2 separate regions of the Ovis aries genome follow, and region 1 is linked to region 2. Evidence: chromatin contacts called from public Hi-C data. All regions are on one chromosome and are shown on one strand. The core of a region is the stretch at or near the end of the contact, and the rest is flanking DNA. Distances in the headings are between cores, read along the strand shown.

Region 1 (4,814 bases), core at 960-3,459, 48 kb before region 2:
CATAGGCGGAAGCCCACCAGGCTCCCCCATCCCTGGGATTCTCCAGGCAAGAACACTGGAGTGGGTTGCCATTTCCTTCTCCATAAGAAATGCTAGTTGCTATAAACCAGCACTTTTCAAGATCATTTTTTATGCAATAATAAGATAACCAAGGGAAACTTCCCTGGTGGCTGAGATGGTAAAGCATCTGCCTACAATGAGGGAGACCAGGATTCAATCCCTGGGTCGGGAAGATCTCCTGGAGAAGGAAATGGCAACCCACCCCAGTATTCTTGCCTGGAAAATCCCATGGACAGGGGAGCCTGGTAGGCTACAGTCCATGGGGTCGCAAAGAGTTGGACACGACTGAGCAACTTCACTTTGTGTCTTTAAGATAACCAATACAAGGTTACCATTACAGTCTCAGAAACTTCTAAGAGTCTAGCCTAAAATCACCAGTTTTATTACTATCAGAGCATCACAATCATGTGTTTTAAATCAGCAACTCAAGGTTCACAGTGTTTGTTAATTGGGCTGGTTATCACTAGCAAGTGTAATAAACAAGCTTCCCTCCACCCACAAATCCCAGCTGCTTAACAGAATAGAGGTTTAGTTCTTCTTTGAACTCTGTTGGCCAGAACCAATCACACGTCCTCAGCCTAACTATAAAGGAGACTGGGCAATGTCATGTGTCCAAGGAATATTGATCATTGCTATTGTTACTGTTCCTACAATGGCCCTACTTTAGTCTTCTACTTTCAAAGCCAGAAATTTTTATCAAAATTAACAGTTGAATCAGTAGTTCTAAAGAGATGTGTAACCTATGTTTTCTCTTTGTACACCAGCCTGGGGATTAAAATGGAGAATATATTAATCATAATAAACCCTATTCTGTTATTGCTTCCTGCATAAACTTCCCACTACAAACTGTTTTCCTGGGAATTCCTAGGGTATATCTCCTAGGCACCTGAGGCAAACTTGATCAGATTCCCAAAGAGTCCACCATTTCCTTCTTTTCTCCTGCTGGGCAACGTCCACTGCTCCATTAACTCCCCATCCCTCTCTGCACAGAAGTGGGGCCATTAGGGTTGATGAGTTTTGTGCTTCCTGAACAATGCAAACAGACTGTCCCAGGGTTGGGGACAACTGCTGCTTTCCTGTTTGTGTCTTACTTTGTCTCTTGAAACCTCAGGATGACCTTTAAGTGAAAAGGGTTCTTTAGAGCTTACGAATGAATCTGTGCTCTGAGCCACATCTCTGAAACAAAGATGGCCCCGAGGGTTCCCCTGCCCCATACACGCCCACCTCCTGCAACACATTTCTTTTACTCTCTCTGATTATGAAACATTCCACAGCAGCTCCCTCATCATACATCTTATAAAAAGTAGAGATACATGGAGATATGGAGATTCATGCTGGCAGATGATGCTAGGGTGCTAGAATTCTCCCCCATGTTCCAGTGGCTACTAGAGTTCCTCTGCCTGAGAGAGATGAGAAAATCTGGACCATGTATTTAAAACGATGTTGTATTTTCCAGATTTCCCCTAAGCCTATCCTTATTGAAAGGACCCATCTTTCCCTCACTTTTCAAGAGATTTTCAAATGCATTCCTTTAGCACAATTTTGACTGCATCCCTCATATGTATGTAATTCTGGGCCCTAAACCCCACATTTTCTGGCATATACAATTTTCAACCTTCTCCATTGTTTTCTTTCCCTAAATGAAAAAGATTGAAAAAAGTTACCCTTCCAGGAAATTGCATTAAACATCTTGATAAGTGAGGTGTAAAGAAGTTGAAATAAGCAGATCAAATTCCCTTTAAAGAACGTGAAGCCTCATACAAATGAGGGGACATGTGCTTTGCAGAACCCTGGTTTTGGATTTTCTGAACCAAAAGCACTTGGGGAAAAAAAGAAAAAAAAAAAAAGAGTTGGAGATTTTCAGCAATTCCAAACTGTGGCTGGACTCACCCATCCCTAATTTCAAGGGAAATTAAATCCATGTGTTTCTCATTCATTTACACTCAGCTCATCAAAATGTGATTCGGTAAGAGCAATGGGCTGCCCAGGAAGCTGCCCAGGCTGCTTTTAGCCGTGTTGTCCTCAGCTGGGAAGTGGGCTTGGCCAACGGCCATCAGCTTCGCGGGCGGTTGATCTTCAACATGAAACCCACAGAGTCCTAACCAACTCGACACTGCTTGAGGTAGGCTTGCAGACATGTGTGGGCCCAGAAAGGTCAATGGTCTGGTCCCCGCCTCGGGGCAGGCCTGCGTCGAGAGCCCTGATTACTCCCGTTTAGCTCTGTTTTCTTTGTTAATCCATTCTTGTCATCTACAACCCTTCCCTTCAGGAAGTACCTCCTTCTAGCCACCCTGGAAGGCTTGGATACTGTGCTGGACACTGTTAATGCACTACTCAGAGATCCTTGGATATCTTTCTTTTAATCGAATTACAGTTCACTCACAATATTATGTTAGTTTCAAGTGTACAGCAAAGTGATTCAGACACACACACACACACACACACACACAGGGCTTCCCATGTGGTGCTAGTTGTAAAGAACCTGCCTGCCAAAGCAAGAGACATAAGAGATGTGGGTTCGATCCTGGGTTGGGAAGACCCCCTGGAGGAAGGCATGGGAACCCACTTCAATATTCTTTCTTGGAGAATCCTAAGGACAGAGGAGTCTGGCAGGCTACAGTCCATGGGGTTGCAAAGACTCAGACATGACTGAAGCGACTTAGCATAGCACATATGTACACCTACATACATGCTCTGTAGGTTCTTGTTTATCAATTTTATATATGTATCTGTTAATCCCAAACTCCTATTTCACCCCTTCCCTTTCCCCTTTGGTAACTAGAGATTTATTTTATATGTCTATGCACCTATTTCTGTTTTCTAAGTTCACTTGTATCATTTTTTTTTTAGTTCCTCATAGAAATGATATGATATTTGTCTTTTTTGTCTGACTTATTTTACTTAATATGATAATCTCTAGCTCCATCCACGTTGCTGCAAATTTCATTATAAAATTTAACTTCCTGACCATACTTGGTCACCTGAATGGGATGCTCACAGCCTGTTCATGGGGATGCTGAGGTCATTGGAAAACAGGAAGATTTAAACTTTACCCTACCAGTCAGTGTCCTATTGGAGGATGGATGATGAACCCAGGGTACCAGCTGTCTCCCCACAGACTGACTGATGGGAATGTTTGATGGGCCAATGGGATGAAATGCCAGTCACCTCTGCCCTACATTTAAGAGTCTCAGTGAATTTCTGCAAGTTGCAGGGATATCTGAACAATACTCCCTTCCTTTGGGAGCCAGAGATTGAAATGGCAGCCCAAGTCCCCAGAGGCTCATGGCATGCATTGCTCATGGTAGGGGCTCTCTGATTTGAGGAGACACTGGGGCAAAGTGTGGGGCTGGTTCTCCTGGAACAGGACACCTTGAACAGAGGAGGGTGTAGGGAGCACCAGTCTGCATTCTTGGCAAACAGACACTGCTTGGATGGTGGGACAGGTGGCTCAGACGGTAAAGAATCTGCCTGCAATGCGGGAGACCTGGTTTCGATCCCTGGTTTGGGAAGATCCCCTGGAGGAAGGCATGGCAACCCACTCCGGAATTCTTGCCTGGAGAATCCCCATGGACAGAGGAGCCTGGTCGGCTACAGTCCGTGGGGTCACAAAGAGTCAGACACGACTGAGTGACTAGGCACACAGCACAGTGTATAATCAGGAAAACATACAAATAGCTGGCCCATCTTGTGGACAAGGCCTGATCCAGGGCAAGTGCTGAATACATATTGAATGTTAAAACAGTCAAGTCTGCCATAAAGAACAGCAAAGTTGGAAGATTCTTGGACACAGATTAGTGGTTCTGAATTTGGGGCCAGAACCCGCCGCATTTGGAGCATGACGATTGCTCTGAGGAGAAGCCAAGGAGCACAATGGTTAAGTATGTGACGCTTGGGATTGAATCTGCCTCTTCTTGATTTCAGTCATGACCTCGGGCAAGTCCTTTAAATTTTCTGTGCTTTGGTTTTCTGTGTTTGCTAAAATAGTAGGGATAAATAGTACTACCTGCCTTTGCCTTGAGGATTAAATGAATAAATTCATACGCAGCTGTGAGAACAATGCCCAACACTCATGTGTGTGTAATAAATACCAGATGTGATGGTTATCATCCTTAGACGTCTCGTGGCTGGTGCTGTAAAGGAAGTTACGGGACATGACACAGCTCTATAAGAATGAGACCAGTGATGCTAATCACACATGGAGAGAGAATTTAGAAAATGCTCTTTGGCTGCATCTTATCTAGATTGAATAGTTTAGTCTAAGGCTCCTTTAAATGTGGAACTTAGACCATCTCTTGGGTGTCACTGGAAGCTTGTACAAACACAGAATCTCAAGGGGTAGCCCAAATTTAATGAATCAGACCCTTCAACATCAACAACCTCAGATATTTTAACTAGCTCCTTGGTAATTACCACTTATATCAATTATTTAATCCAATTTTATTATGTTATATTAGGAAATAATAAGTGTGTGTTTAGATGATCCTGATTGATTTATTTTTAGCTTATTGAGGCATAACTGATATACAAAACTTGCACACACATTAGTGTACACATCCTGATAAGTATACATTGATATGGTATCACCATAACCAAGTACTAAAATTACCAATCACTTCCAGAAACGTCCTTATGTTCTATTGTGTAATTGTGCGGGGTATGTTTGGAAAACTACCTGGCATGAGACGTAGTTGAAAGTGCACTGTACTGTATTGTTAATGATAGCTACCCAGGTATCCCACATTGCAGGCGGA
Region 2 (5,040 bases), core at 2,504-5,003:
GATGTACTCTGCATATAAGTTAAATAAGCAGGGTGACAATATACAGCCTTGACATACTCCTTTTCCTATTTGGAACCAGTCTGTTGTTCCATGTCCAGTTCTAACTGTTGCTTCCTGACCTGCATACAGATTTCTCAAGAGGCAGGTCAGGTGGTCTGTATTCCCATCTCTTGCAGAATTTTCCACAGTTTATTGTGATCCACACAGTCAAAGGCTTTGGCATAGTCAATAAAGCAGAAATAGATGTTTTTTCTGAACTCTCTTGCTTTTTCCATGATCCAGCGGATGTTGGCAATTTGATCTCTGGGTCCTCTGCCTTTTCTAAAACCAGCTTGAACATCAGGAAGTTCACAGTTCACATATTGCTGAAGCCTGGCTTGGAGAATTTTGAACATTACTTTACTAGCATGTGAGATGAGTGCAATTGTGCGGTAGTTTGAGCATTCTTTGGCATTGCCTTTCTTTGGGATTTGAATGAAAACTGACCTCTTCCAGTCCTGTGGCCACTGCTGAGTTTTCCAAATTTGCTGGTATATTGAGTGCAGCACTTTCACAGCATTATCTTTCAGGATTTGAAACAGCTCAACTGGAATTCCATCACCTCCACTAGCTTTGTTCATAGTGATGCTTTCTAAGGCCCACTTGACTTCACATTCCAGGATGTCTGGGTCTAGGTGAGTGATCACACCATCATGATTATCTGGGTTGTGAAGATCTTTTTTGTACAGTTCTTCCGTGTATTCTTGCCATCTCTTCTTCTTATCTTCTGCTTCTGTTAGGTCCATACCATTTCTATCCTTTATCAAGCCCATCTTTGCATGAAATGTTCCCTTGGTATCTCTAATTTTCTTGAAGAGATCTCTAGGCTTTCCCATTCTGTTCTTTTCCTCTATTTCTTTGCATTGATCGTTGAAGAAGGCTTTCTTATCTCTTCTTGCTATTCTCTGGAACTCTGCATTCAGATGCTTATATCTTTCCTTTTCTCCTTTGCTTTTCGCCTTTCTTCTTTTCACAGCTATTTGTAAGGCCTCCCGAAACAGCCATTTTGCTTTTTGCATTTCTTTCCATGGGGATGGTCTTGATGCCTGTCTCCTGTACAATGTCACGAACCTCATCCATAGTTCATCAGGCACTCTATCAGATCTAGGCCCTTAAATCTATTTCTCACTTCCACTGTATAATCATAAGGGATTTGATTTAGGTCATACCTGAATGGTCTAGTGGTTTTCCCTACTTTCTTCAATTTGAGTCTGAATTTGGTAATAAGGAGTTCATGATCTGAGCCACAGTCAGCTCCTGGTCTTGTTTTTGTTGACTGTATAGAGCTTCTCCATCTTTGGCTGCAAAGAATATAATCAATCTGATTTCGGTGCTGACCATCTGGTGATATCCATGTGTAGAGTCTTGTGTGGCCGCAGCCCGGCGCACTAAGTGTGGCCGAGAGGAGGTACCCCACGTCCGAGTTAAGGGGCAGCGGCTGACAGTGCCAGGCTGCGATGGCGCAGGAAAGACCAAGAGGAGCTACCCCACGTCCGAGGTCAGTGGCGGCCGGGAGGAGACACCCCGCGTCCAAGGTCAGGGGCGGCGGCCGAGAGGAGCTACCCCACGTCAGCTTTCTCATATGTATTTATTTATAAATTAATTTTTAATTGGAAGATAATTGCTTTACAAGGTCGTGTTGCTTTCTGCCGTATAACAATGCGCATCAGCTAGAATTATATATATATATATATATATATATATATACTCGCTCTCTTTGGAGAGTCCCTCCCCCACACCCCCATGCCCCCCAGGTCATCCGAGAGCACCAGCCTGGGCTCCCTGTGCAGCACAGCAGGTCCCCAGTAGCTATTTTTTGTACACGTGGTATATATGTCACCGCTACTCTCTCTGTTCATCCCACCTTCCAAGTCCGGTCTCTGACAACAGAACCCTCCTGCACTGTTGGTGAGAATGTAAGTCCATACAGGCACTATGGAGAAGGGAACAGAGATTTCTTCAAAAACTAGGAATATAACTACCATATGACCCAGCAATTCCACTGCTAGGCATATACCCTGAGAAAATCGCAATTCAAAAAAGAAAACCGCAATTAATTCATCCCATTGTTCATTGCAACACTAGGTCCTGTCTTTTTTTTTTTTTTTTTTTCCCCTAGCATTGCTGATTCTAGGTAGGTGCTTTCCCTACCTGTTCTCATGGGTTAGGTGCTTTCTCTGTGGTTTTGTCTCCCAGAGTATTTATCTCAGTGTAGTGCAAATGCTCACTTGTATATGTCTAATTCTGGAGAAGGGAATGACAACCCACTGCAGTATTCGTGCTTGGAGAATTCCATAGACAGAGGAGCCTGACTGACTGTTGCTGGGGTCCCAGTGTCAGACAAGAAATCTAATTAGGGCTTCACAGGTGGCGCTAGTACTAAAGAACCTGCCTGCCGTGCGGGAGATGTAAGAGACTCGGGTTCAGTCCCTGGGTTGGGAAGATCCCCTGGAGAAGGGCATGGCAACCCACTCCAGTATTCTTGCCTGGAGAATCCCAGGGACGGAGAAGCCTGGTGGGCTACAGTCCATGGGGTCACAAGAGTTGGACACGACTGAAGCGACTGAGCATGGATGGACCCATGCATTCGTCTAGTTGCAATAATAATTATCAAACTAATAGCTACCAGCAGTGGAGAACATAGGTGTCAGCAGTTCATTTACTTAAACTTCTGAGCAACTCTGGTAGAACACTGGTCAAAATAAGCAAATGGAGCCTCTAGTAAGTTAGAGAATTTGCCTAAGGTCACACAACTAGTTAGTATGGGCGACAACATCCAGATCCTGGTCTGTGCCTCAAAAGCCAGCTGGCTATCCATCACAGCCCACTGCCTCTCACTGGAAAGTGAGCTATCGTATGTTACCTGATTTATGCCGGTGCCTAGGTTCTGGCAGGGGCTTAGTGTTTGCAAATGTATGAATGAGTGAATGTATGGACAGAAACAAAGGGAGCTTGGAATCTTCCAGTTCTGGAAAAGCAGCTTGGGGTCTCAAAAAAAAAAAAAAAAAAGAGAGAGAGACCTATCTGTCAGTTGAATTGATGAGCTAAGTGGAGGGAAAATGACTTTGCCTCAGTCCCTTATTGTGCAGTCCAATGTTTACCCTTGGAAGACACGGATGGTGCTGTGCCTACAGAGGCAGTGCTCCCTAAGCTGCATTGCGCCACCCTACCGGCAACCTCACCGGGAAGTGCTCCTCACCCTGTGTTGTTTACTTCTGTGAGCATATCCTCAGACCCCAGCCCCGGATGCGGGCGTCTGCCTCCCCGCCCCCCTCCTCCACGGCTGCACGTTGTGCCCTTTTATCTCCTGAGTGATCCCTCTTTCCCCCTCCTGCTCCCCTGCCCTTTCACAGCTTCCCTCTTCTCAGCAGCCCGCTGGCTCCTCCTGACACCTCTCCACGCTGCCTCCCATTCAGAGCCAGCCTCTCCCTAACCACAACCATAGCCTTGCAACAAGTAGCATGTGTCCAAGTCAGGGCCCCGTGCCAGTTCTCAGGCGGGTCTTCGGGTCTCACATGTTAAAGTCTATAATCTGTTTCCCCAGTGTCCAAATCTTCCAGCTACATGTTGGTCACTTTTCTGGATGTTCCCTCTGTGGTCCAGGCTTGGACAATGATGAGTGACTTTCCCTTCTCCCCATGTGCTATGCTGCCCCACCGTTTTACAGCTGCTTTTGCTCCCAATGTCCCTCCTGCCTGCAAAGTCTTTCCTAGAGCCAGATCCCTCAATGGTCCCTTGGGTTCCCCCTCTGGCTAACTCCCCTACTGCTTCTTCATTTAAGATCCCGCTTGTCCTTTACCACTGTAAAGTGTCATATGAATACACTCACCACAGTATCGTGGTTTCCTCTCCGTGTTTCTTCTCCCCTTCTACATGCAGGCATGGATTGGACCACAGTCATCATTTTACCCTCAGTAACACAGCCCCTGGCATATAGCAGATGCTCAAACCAAAAAAAAAAAAAAAAAAGATAACTCATACTTATGACTCTATAAATGAGTCAATGAATAAATAAGTGGATTAATAGTCTATCCATAAATTAAATGATGAATAAATGTCAAAGACAGGGCCCAGAACATGTGAGCAGTTTCATCGCATGTATCATGCCAGGCGAAGTTTTTAAACGGCTTCTTTGAAGTGATTTATATTTGCACATTGTTGTAACTCTGTGGGAAATGAGTTTCCACAGTGTTGAAATCCTCTGGATTAAGAAACACTTCCTTTTATCTGAGTCAGATGCTCCCGGAAGCTGGGCTAACCCTTTCAGCTCGCTCAGTTGATGACTCTTGATGCTACAGTTCACTAGTGTCCTCAGAGCACGTGGATGTTCAGATGCGGATTTCTTCCCAAGGATGGTTTACTTCTTAGAGTATGATTGATTACTTGAAGGATTAGAGGTTTCCACTGGAGCACAATGACTTTCACATGTGCATTGGTTCCTCACTTGCTTAATTCTGTGCCCCACCCCACCCCCAATTAGCCTGAAAATTATTGCAGGGTCCTATTCGTCTTCATTTTGAGTTTTTCCCATAGTCATGTATGACTGTGAGAGTTGGACTGTAAAGAAGGCTGAGTGCCGAAGAAGTGATGCTTTTGAATTGTGGTGCTGGAGAAGGCTCTTGAGAGTCCCTTGGACTGCAAGGAGATCCAACCAGTCCATCCTAAAGGAAATCAGTCCTAAATATTCATTGGAAGAACTGGTGCTGAAGCTCCAATTCTTTGGCCACCTGATGTGAAGAACTGACTCATTGGAAAAGACCCTGATGTTGGGAAAGTTTGAAGGCAGGAGGAGGAAGGGACAGCAGAGGATGGGATGGCTGAATGGCATCACCAGCTTGATGGACATGATTTTGAGCAAGCTTCAGGAGTTGGTGATGGACAGGGAGGCCTGGCTTGCTGCAGTCCATGGGGTCGCAAAGAATCAGACACAACTGAGAAACTGAATTGACTGATTTGATTTCATTCATTTGGTGGCTATTTCTTTTGATTTGGACACTTTTT

The links. A called contact is a pair of places that touch in the nucleus more often than the background predicts.
Region 1: a Hi-C map of skin fibroblasts shows a contact between it and region 2, with 1.9 times the contacts expected there. The contact joins two enhancer-like sites. A contact is called at or near these places in 3 of 16 Hi-C or Micro-C datasets (retroperitoneal adipose tissue, skin fibroblasts and tail adipose tissue).

The regions. Positions count from the first base shown.
Region 1 is chr1:271,232,841-271,237,654 of ARS-UI_Ramb_v3.0, reverse strand. No RefSeq gene overlaps it. Among named protein-coding and RNA genes, the nearest start is that of KCNJ15, 76 kb to the right of the region's middle. Within about 2 kb of position 2,209, at least 3 of the 54 cell types and tissues checked have an H3K27ac peak or open chromatin away from gene starts, as enhancers often do.
Region 2 is chr1:271,186,649-271,191,688 of ARS-UI_Ramb_v3.0, reverse strand. All of the region lies in intron 3 of KCNJ15 (potassium inwardly rectifying channel subfamily J member 15), which reads right to left. Among named protein-coding and RNA genes, the nearest start is that of KCNJ15, 30 kb to the right of the region's middle. Within about 2 kb of position 3,753, at least 12 of the 54 cell types and tissues checked have an H3K27ac peak or open chromatin away from gene starts, as enhancers often do.